2 separate regions of the Mus musculus genome follow, and region 1 is linked to region 2. Evidence: chromatin contacts called from public HiChIP or PLAC-seq data. All regions are on one chromosome and are shown on one strand. The core of a region is the stretch at or near the end of the contact, and the rest is flanking DNA. Distances in the headings are between cores, read along the strand shown.

What was found. HiChIP or PLAC-seq counts read pairs in DNA pulled down with a chosen protein or histone mark.
Region 1: an H3K4me3 HiChIP or PLAC-seq map of bone marrow-derived macrophages shows a contact between it and region 2, with 4 times the contacts expected there. The contact joins two enhancer-like sites. A contact is called at or near these places in 4 of 39 promoter capture datasets (the 3T3-L1 cell line, 3T3-L1-derived adipocytes, liver and 1 more), 3 of 484 Hi-C or Micro-C datasets (liver, nephron progenitors and uterus) and 4 of 115 datasets of contacts at active chromatin or transcription factors (bone marrow-derived macrophages, embryonic stem cells, extraembryonic endoderm stem cells and 1 more).

Annotation. Positions count from the first base shown.
Region 1 is chr17:86,681,792-86,686,895 of GRCm38.p6, reverse strand. It overlaps the pseudogene Gm18832. Among named protein-coding and RNA genes, the nearest start is that of Gm52297, 15 kb to the right of the region's middle. Within about 2 kb of position 1,450, at least 4 of the 459 cell types and tissues checked have an H3K27ac peak or open chromatin away from gene starts, as enhancers often do. A contact at or near this core is called in bone marrow-derived macrophages, where this site is marked.
Region 2 is chr17:86,532,724-86,537,927 of GRCm38.p6, reverse strand. The region is part of intron 10 of Prkce (protein kinase C, epsilon); the gene reads right to left. Among named protein-coding and RNA genes, the nearest start is that of Gm30284, 90 kb to the right of the region's middle. Within about 2 kb of position 1,902, at least 124 of the 459 cell types and tissues checked have an H3K27ac peak or open chromatin away from gene starts, as enhancers often do. A contact at or near this core is called in bone marrow-derived macrophages, where this site is marked.

The DNA.
Region 1 (5,104 bases), core at 201-2,700, 150 kb before region 2:
ATTCTACATGCTTACACACAACATTCTTTGTGTTGCTTCTTAGAACCTTGTGAATTCCCCTTTTTAGTTTTAAGTGTTCTGAAAATTTACAGTCACATACACTGGGTGAGGGTCTGTTTTACCCACTGTGTTTGAAACCTGAAGAACCCTGTAATCTGGAATCTAATAACTTCTCATGTAGAACATTTTCTTCTGTAGCCTCCCAAATATTGAATCGTGAATCATCTGGCCCTAGTCCTTTAATTTCATAATCTTTGTACTTCCTCACTATTTCAATCTCCCTTCATTCTGCTCTCCTGAAAGTTTCCTCATTCTTTTTAAAAAATCATCTTCTCTAAGATTATAAATTACAGGGCTTGTGGTGGTTTGAATATGCCAGGCAGTGGTACTATTTGGAGGTATGGCCTTGTTGGAGTAGGTATGGTCTTGTTGCAATAGGTGTGCCACTGTGGGCATGGGCTTTAAGACCCTCATCCTAGCTGCCTGAAAGCCACTCTTCCCATAGTAGCCTTCAGATGAATGTTTAGAACTCTCAGTTCCTCCTGCACCATGCCTGCCAGGATGCTGCCATACTCCCGCCTTGATGATAATGGACTGAACCTCTGAACATGTAGGCCAGTCCCAATTAAATGTTGTCCTTAACAGAGTTGCCTTAGTTATGGTGCCTGTTCACAGCAGTAAAACTCTTAACTAAGACAGGGGCTGGAGAGATGTCTCAGCTGTTAAGGGCACTGGCTGCTCTTCTAGAGAACAGGGTCCAATTCTCAGCACAAGTATGAAAGCACTCACTACTGGTTTTTATTCCAGTCCAGGGGATCTGAGAAACTCTTCTGGACTCACCAGCTATGGACACATGTAGTGCATAGTCATACATACAGACAAACCACTGGTACATATAAAACAAAAATAAAATTAAATAAAAGATTATAAAGTGGTATCAGATTGAACACACAATTTTGAAAAAAAACCTTTTTCTTTTTTAGATTGGATATTAAATAGTACAAGGATGTAAGTCTCTTTCTTTTCTTTTCTTTTCTTTCTTTTCTTTTCTTTTCTTTTCTTTTCTTTTTTCTTCTTCTTTTAGTTTTTAAAGACAAGGGTTCTCTGTGTAACCCTGGCTGCTTTGAAATTCACTTTGTAGACCAGGCTAGCCCTGAACTCAGAGATCACCTGCCTCTGCCTTCCGAGTGCTGGAATTAAAGGCATGTATTATCATCACCCAGTGGGTATTAATTTGTAATATAAATCTTAAGGAAAAAACAAACAGGTGTTTACCTGCTCACCCAGAACTGTTTCTGCACCAACCGTGGATGGCTTCAAGGAGCCACGATACTTCTTGTACGACTGAGCAGCTGGCAGTTACAGAGGCCACCCGACCCTGACTGTGCACACAACTGGAGTGAGGATGGGGTTGGAAAAGCCAGGAAAGAGGAAGTCCAGGGTAGGATGTAAAAGAGGAAGGACCTCTTCCCTCAGCATGCCAGGCTTCACCTACTCTGACATAAAACTACTAAGACAAGCCTATCTTAAGTCCTCCAAGGCTCTGAAACTGACATCTATCATATTTACTTGCTACAAAGACCTTGGAAGGGGCTTATTCCTCAAAGATGATAAAGGAACATCTCACTGGTAGACCAACACTTGCAGATTCCTGGAAGCTCATGGAGGAGAGGTGGTAGATGAGTTGGTTGGGAGAAACCCTTGCTGCTCAAATGTTTGGCTAAAAGGCTCGTGAACAAGCATGGACTAAGATACCAACCAGTGACTAGGTTGAGTATTTTCCATCTCTCTCCCGGACAAATGAACCCAGTGTGGCTCCTCCAATGATGTCACTGTCACTGCCTAAGGATTCCTGGGCTCTCTCTGTGGACATCAGTGCTATCCAGAGGACCTTTCAGTAGTGGGGAACCCAAACTTGAAGAGACCCTTGCAAAGCTCAGGCTCTGATGTAGTTCCATAACTAGAGGAAGGTAGCAGAAATCCCCAAAGCTGTGACAACACAGGTATAGTTGAAACCTGTTAGGTCTTGACTGCAAGCTGAGCAGTGAGGAGGCAGCTGCTGTACTCAGATTTAATAGAACCTGGAGGGCCTGTGTTATGGCTGACACTGTCAATTTGGAGGAACACCCCTTCCCTGTAGAACACTGAAGCTGGGATTATCCAACCAGTTTACCTGATAGAGTTCCTCTTTTTGCTGACGTGGAACTTGCTCCCCTAAGTCCTATTTATAAATCAAGCCTATCTGACATACTGTTCCTAACTTGTTGTAGGGCCAACTCTTTAACGCATTACGGATCCTAGATTTAGATCCTCGTGTTTAGCCAGGAGCAGCTCATCACAGGAAAGGGTGACTCGGATGCGCAAATGATGATTTCTTTTATTGATTTGACCTAACAAAATGCCTGCTAGACATTGGGAAGTCTGGTAGTACTGAAGATACAAAGATAAAAAGGATATAACATAATAATAGGGGAAAATGAGGGGGGGAACCCAACTAAGACTCCGCACACGTTGTCCAAGGGTTGATAAGTATTTCTATAAGGAATCAAGCAGTACATATTTCGTTCTTTGTGTGGCTCTGTGAGAATGATTAAACTCTGCCAAGAGAGCAGACAAGCCACTGGCATGTGGAAACGAACATTATGGCTATATTCCAGTGTAACTTTGTCTTAAAGGCAGCCCGCAATTCTGACTTGAATGCTGCAGTTTGCTACCCAAGCATTATCCAGCCTCTAATGATGTCCAGCCTGCCCTGAAGTTTTAGTGACCATTCAAGAAAAAGGGGGGAGGGGGAAAGAGGACACCGATGAAGAGATTTTTGAATGGATCAGTAGGTAGACATAGGATGGTGTAGACAATGGGATTAGCAGACAAGAAACCCTAAATGAGTATGATTCATACAATAACAATACGAAGGGCCAGTGGTTAGATGATCACTGATGGTGGGCTTCAGCACAGGCCAGTGAGAGCAGCCATGAAGAAAAGCAGTATTCTAAAAGCTTCTTAGCACACACCAGTAGTTAATGGTTCCCCAATTGTCAAAGGAAGAGTCTACTACTTAGGCTGCTAAGAAAAGGCGAATGTGTGTGCTGTTCCTAGAGAACGCAGGATCTGAGAATGAGGAGGAAAGAAATAAGACAACAGACTGTATTTTTCAGACGTAGATGTATTTAGAAAACGAGTGACCTTTGATAGAGAAACCTGGATTCTTCAGTGAGACTGATGGCGGGCATTCGGACATATGGTCACAGTGGTGGTTTGAATATGATCGGCCCAGGAAGTGGCACTTACGTGGTAGTGTGGCCTTGTTGGTGTAGGTGTGGCCTTGTTGGAGGAAGTGTGTCACTGTGGGGGTGGGTAATGAGACCCTCCTCCTAACCACGTGGGAGTCAGTCTCCTAGCAGCCTTCAGATAAAAAGGTAGAACTCTTAGCTCCTTTATCACCATGCCTGCCTGCACGCTGCCATACTTCCCACCATGATGATAATGGATTGAACCTCTGAACCTGTAAGCCGGTCCCAATTAAATGTTGTCCTTAGAAGATTTGCCACGTTCATAGCAGTAAAACCCTAACTAAGACAGACACCAAACAAAGTTGCAATCAATGAGGACAGGTCCAGGTGGAGCTTTGGTGGGTACCTGTTGGAGAAAAGAACACTTTCCTCACAAGAGCGCATCAGTCTGCTCGTTGTGAGGTTGAATAACAGGCTAGCCACAGACAAGACATATTCATAAAACTCAGTGGTTTTGTTTTTTTGTTGTTGTTTTGCTTTGTTTGTATTTTTTAAATCCCAGGAAAGGAGGAGCTGAGTGAGGAGTGTAAAGTATGGAGGAAGGTAAAAAACCCCAACAAGCTAAAAACAATGAAAAGGCCTCAGGGTAGCAGTATACAGGAAGTATTCACAAACGTAACTCCATGAGCCTGCCTGATGAAGAGCTGGATCGGGAATGTACTGGTCTGTAGGTCTGCAGAGAGCAGCTACGTTGTAGAGCACTCACAGGGAACATACTCTACTGCCCAGCAAAAGATGAAGGTTTCAGGAAAGCATTTCAGTGTTTCTTAAAAATTCACACCCAACACAGCAATAGTTTCTACGTCAAAAGAATTACAAAGACGAAGCCTAAGCATGCAGGGAAGACACAGCGAGGAGCTGGACGATGCTGATGAAACCATGGAGACTGTGATCATGAACTGACACTGACCAGGAAGAGAAAGGGCCACAGGGAAACAAAGATGAACGGAAAGGGAAGTAATGCACAGTGAGCTAAAGGGCTGGCAAGACGGCTCAGTGGGAACAGGCACTTGCCGCCAAATCTCATGATCTAAGTTCAAGCCCCAGGACCCACAGGATGGAAGGAGAAATTGACTTTTGCAAGCTGATCTCAACCCCACACAGATACTCTGAATGAATGAATGAATGAATGAATGAATGAATGAATGAATAAGTGGGTGAATAAGTAAGACAGAAAATTTTTAAAGAACTTGGGAGACCTTAAAAAGGCAAAGCAGGTTAATGTGTATATACGTGGAATTACCCATGGTTACAAAGGATGGGAAAAAATGAAACATATTTGAATGTCCTAAAGAGCACAAGGACTCACCTGACCTGAAAGGTAGCCAAGGTTGATACCCAGAGGTGTGCTACATGCCAGAGCAAAGTCATTAACCCAGAACCATCAGCACCGAGGTATAAACATCAAGTCAACACTAGGACAAAGGGAGACGCCGTCTTTGCAGTCAGCCATAGATTATTACTTTTTAAAAGGAAAAAAAAAAGATTGTCTCAGGTTTTGCTAACTCTTTGAATGAATTAAATATCCCAATCTACAAACTTGTTAAATGCTTTTATTTTTAATTATTCTTGAATGCCTCAATGTTTTATAGTTTCCTCAGTGTGGTATTCATTTATTTCTGTTTTGTGTTTTAAAATGTTAAGTTTGTAGTAACTATTTCTCTCTCTCTTTTTTTTTTGACAGTGGCTCATGTAACCCAGGATAGCCTAAGACTTGTCATATACCTTAGGATGGCCTTGACCTTCTGTTCTACCCACCCTACCTGAGGGCAAAGACCATAGGGGTGTGTCACCATCCCCTGAGTTGATAC
Region 2 (5,204 bases), core at 653-3,152:
GTTATTGCTTAATTCTGTATCGTTCAGGACTATATCACCACTACTGATTGCCATTTAAAAAAAAAACCTATTGAATAGGAACAATTTGAAGAATCGCTATCATAAAACATCAAGTCCCAGCTCTGAAATCGGGCAGAATTTAGATAAAAAATTTGGAAAGGTCAAGAATGTCTAAGGGTCACATAGATTCAAGCATGATCTTGCAAGTTTGGAAAGTAGGTCACCGTCCCCCTCCTTCATATTCTGGTTGCAAATGACGTGTACCGCTGAAGGTCTCAGTAGCAACAGCAATGGCTCCGCCCAGCCCTTATCCCCCATACTCATGGGTAATGGCAATGTCCACAGCCTGGGCCATGACAGAGACACGTGCGAGGATGAAGGAGAGCATTGTGTCACACTAAGGATCCCACAGAAAGAACCTGGCTTGGTGGATCACAAGAGCAACAGAGCCAGAAGAGGCACTAAAGGGACGGCTGGTGCTTAGCAGCCCTTGTAGCTACTGCAGGGGGCTTGGGATCATATCCCAGAACCCACAAGGTGACTCACAAGCATCTGTAACCACTCCATTTCCAGGGAATCCCACACCCTATTCTGACCTCTGCAGGGACCATACATACATGTAGAGCACAGTCATACATGCAGGCAAAACACTCATACACACAACATAAATAAACAAATCTTTTAAAAAGGTACATGAAGTGGGGGGAGAGGGCGCGTCAGGGTGCTTGTGGGGTGACACGTTGTTTACATTTATGATATGAACAGTAAATAAATAAAAGATAGTCTACTAAAACTGTAAATAGAGTGCTGCCTTCTAAAATACTTTCTGTTATCAGTATTAGGCCAGCGCAACATTTTCTAGTTCCCACTGTATGAACTGTCACCAAAACCAGACCATAGGTATCCTAAAAAAATGTTTCCCTAATTCTTCTATCTAATCTAGAAAAGCGATAGCATTCAGTCAGGCTCTGCATCGGGTGTGGGCTGCCGTAACCAGAGCCCCTGGGGCTGGGTTTAAACCCTTTGTTTGCTAGAACTGCCCCTCCGTCATCACCAAATACCTCTTATTAAAGAAAGTATCAGCAGAAGGAAATCTGATTAACTGGTGACTACCAAAGAGTACGGAGTACGGAGGAATGCATCGCTGCGATATAGGCAGCTTCAGTTATCAAAGGAATGAGGCTGAGTCTCTCAGGGAAGTTAATGATTTCCATAGACACTAAAATGTCATTAGCCAGTGGAGAATCTGAGGACCCACGCCTGGGACAGGTATTCACAGAGGAAGGGAAATTCTGTGAAGTCATTACAAATGTATCTCCCGCCCTCTCCCCGGGTTCCTATCGTGAGTTTGATAGGAAAGCGCTGCTCCCGTTCCTACCGAACAGGAATCACCCAGAAGAAAACAGTGAGACCTCAATCGGACCAAACACTTGACAAATTCTTTCTTGTCAGTTTTCAAGATGGTCAGAGTAGCACGGTAGCTGGGCTCTCTATCCTGGGAGCGCGGTTTACTTCTATTTAAAATAAAAACAAACAAACTCGGCCTGTTTCATAGAGCTCCAAACAGCTCTGTCCCCACCGGGTGGGGTTTAGAGCGCAGCTGCAGACACTGTAGTCTGCTTATGAGCTCAGAAATTATTTCAGCGTCTTCGTTTCAAACAGACAAAAGTAGGACCAGACAGGGCAAGCTTCTACGGCTCTGCTTTTTGAGAGCTAGTCCTACTCTTATTTTTCTTCCTGTCTAACTTTAGAATTTTGTATATGAAAGGAAATATTTGCCAATACTGGAAACCAGAAGCTTCAGAGTGTATCCTTCTAGAACGGCACCCGTTTGGTCACCTCGCTCAGTTAAACTATTTTAGGTCTCCAGTCTCCTCTTCCTGCCTGGATGAGTCACAAAGACCCACTTGCCTTGCTAACTACTCTCGCCACCTAGTGGCTGAAATGGTTAACTGCAAGATACTTGGTAAGGTCTGTAGGGAGAAAATTGTTCGCTTTTCTCCATTGGGCATTTTTTTGTTTTGTTTTGTTTTTTGTTTTGTTTGTTTGTTTGTTTTGCTTTTTCGAGACAGGGTTTATCTATGTAGCCTTGGCTGTCCTGGAACTCACTTTGTAGACCAGCCTGGCCTTGAACTCAGAAATCTGCCTGCCTGTACCTCCCAAGTGCTGGGATTAAAGGCGTGAGCCACCACTGCCCGGCCCCTTTAGCCATTCTTAATGTGAATGCTAAGAATCTATCTAGTAAGATGGAGAAACTGCTTGAATATCTATGCATTTTGTTTAAGTGCATAACATGTACATTAATCCTTCAATTTAGTGAAAAGGATACAGGAAATGAAAGGACCTATGGTCAGGAGTGGGAGGGGAAATGCAATCTGCCAGTAAGGAGAGCATTGCTGTGGGTCTCAGAGAACCCCAGGCAGCATCCTTTCCGGCTTTCCCGTTTACTGCTTAGTCCTCAGTTTGTGTCCTGTTTCTAATTCCCAAGCACAGCTTTAGCAATCTAGCGGGACGCTCATGACACACGGCCCGTGGCTTGCAGGAAGAGACTGACTGGATGGAGCAAGCCCATCCATGTGCCAGGAAGACCCACAGGGAGACCACAGCACACTCCCTGGCTCTCAGCCCTGCCTTCCATCTTGTCTTCAGCAGGAGCCTTCGTCTAGCTGGCTCGACTCACGTCCCCAGCCCTCAACAGCACTGTACTCCTAGCAAGGAGTATTTAACTGAAGAGTGAATGGGGGCAAGGTGCCAACAGGACACTCAGGACTGCCAGCCCTGTGCTGAGGTGACCAGGTGGCAGCCCCGATTAGGTGCCAAGGAGGCACTGAAATTTTCTCTAGCATGCATTTTTTTCTTTGTCATTCTGGGTATCAGACCCCGGTGTTCAGGCATGCTGGACAGGTGCTGTCCCATTGAGCTACCCCCCCCCCCCATCCTCAGAGCTAAGCCCAGGCCCCTGTCCACACTAAGCACAGGCTCCAGTACTGAGCTCCACTCCAGCCCGTCTACAGGAACCATTTTAAGGAAGGACTCAGTTTCCATAAACTGACTGAAAGGGCCTCTCTGGGACACTGGGCTAACCACAACATTGGCCAGGGAGGAATCAGAGACAATAAAACAAACTAATTTTTCAAAAACAAAAAACAAAAAAACCAAACAAACAACAACAAAACAAACAAACAAACAAAAAAACAGAATGAAGAGCAAACCATTACAGAAACAAACAAGCAGACCTTCTGTCTGACTGTAAGACTGACAGGTTCATCCGTGAATCCTTGGGTCCCGGGGATGAACACCAGGTAGACACCAGTGAGAGGGTAGAGGGACCCTGGTGAGCCCAAGGTCTTCTGGCTCTGAATCCTCTGCCACAGTGGCCTTCAGGGACCTGGGAGGCAAAGCCATCTTTGTGTGCCTAGCATGAGAGGGCACCACTGATCATAGTGGCTTTCCTGTCTCCCTCCAAAAGTCTCTCAGTCACAGTGACTGTGTGGTCACCTGGGCCATGGTGACTCTGAGACCCACTTCAAGCCTCATCTACAGTGGGTGTCATGACGTATTTGTGAGCAGCAATGATATTCCAGTATAGCAGGCTCCTGGGCTGTTCACACAAAGCTCATGAAGAGGCCAGCCTGTGTGACTTCACACATCATGACTGGAGCAGGAGGGCCTACACTGGTTATCCATTTTGTTAACTTCAGTTCTAAGGGGACTGGAAATACATTTCTGTAATAAACCACTATGTCCTTCAGAGAAAATATATGTTGGACCAAATGGCCCTTCTCTCAACTTCCAATAGTGAATAATTCTGAGCCCAAGAAATGTTCTCATATTCATTAATAAAATATAGAATATGCTGGTGGTTGGGGTGGTGGCACATGCATTTAATCCCAGCACTCAGGAGGCAGAGCAGGGAAATCTCTTGTCAGTTTGAAGCCAGTCTGGTCTACAAAGCAAGTTCCAGACCACTAAGGGTTATATAGTGAAACTCTGTCTCAAAACAAAAGCAAACAAAGAAATGAACGGAACACAGAGTGACTACCATTCAGTTTATTCACTCCGAATGTTTGCTCCCTTTAGATGGTAAGGTTGCAAATGTCCAACCCTGAGCGGAAAGCGATAAGGAGACCTCGTATATTAACCAGACGCACCGTCACCGGCATTCTGAACATTCAACAACTCTTGCTTGTTTGCTTCAAAAATAATTCAGATGCTGCCTTAAGCAGGCAGGTACGAGAGGCAGGCCGGTGGCCCAGGCCAGACACAAGTGCTTGAGAATGCCACAAGGGACAGGCGTAAGGGCAAACAGTCAAGGGCGAACTGCCTCTCGGATTGGCTTATCTCTGCAAAGACCCCATGAGTGAGGGCTGGCCTCCTCCAATCCCGGGGACCTTAAAGATGTATTCTTTTCAACCAGGCAGTGGGACGCTCTGTGCTGTATTGGCTAAGCCATGTTGCTGTTTAAACAAGGTACACGGAGAGGCTCATCCCTGAGTGACGTAAGAGGCTCCTGCTGAGGCAGAAGATTCTTCTGGCCAAAAGGAAACCAAGTGCAGATACATGGAGAGCACACTTTTATTTGAGCTTATCGTTTTAAGTGGTTGCAGGGTTATTCGGTGTGACCTAACCCACGGAGTTAGGGACATCTAGAAGGACAGACGGATTCCATTGCTATAGCGAGCAGTCTTTCTGAACATCTTTACTAGATGTTTTCATCTGTAACCATCCCTCCCCCTCCCCCTGCCCCCTAATGCCTCTTGTCTCCAAGTTGGATTTCTGGGAATTAAAATCCCCACTGCCTGGCAGCTTTGGCCGAACTCTGGTTTGAGCAAACAATGACCTGGATTGGCAACTCCTTCCACCCTTGCCCAGCGAGTGCCAGGGTCGAGAGCTGGATGGGTTGTGAGGCCACCGGGTGCATTGTGTAATCGGCCATGGCCACTACATCCTAGACACTTGTGTCCTCCCAGGAGAGAAGAAGCAGAAGCTACCCCGCCCCCCGCCAGCTTTGTCTACAGCTCTGTGATTGATTCCCTAAGGCTTCCTCTAGATCAGTGAGCCAAGCAGCAGTTCATCAGATCTTTTCCCACTTCAAACCGAGAAAATAGTCCTAGGTTGGGTCAGAATCTACATGTTGCCTCTCCTGACGTTGCTGTCTGGGGCTCTTCTCCCTCATCTGCATCACAGTCATCACAAAAAAACGG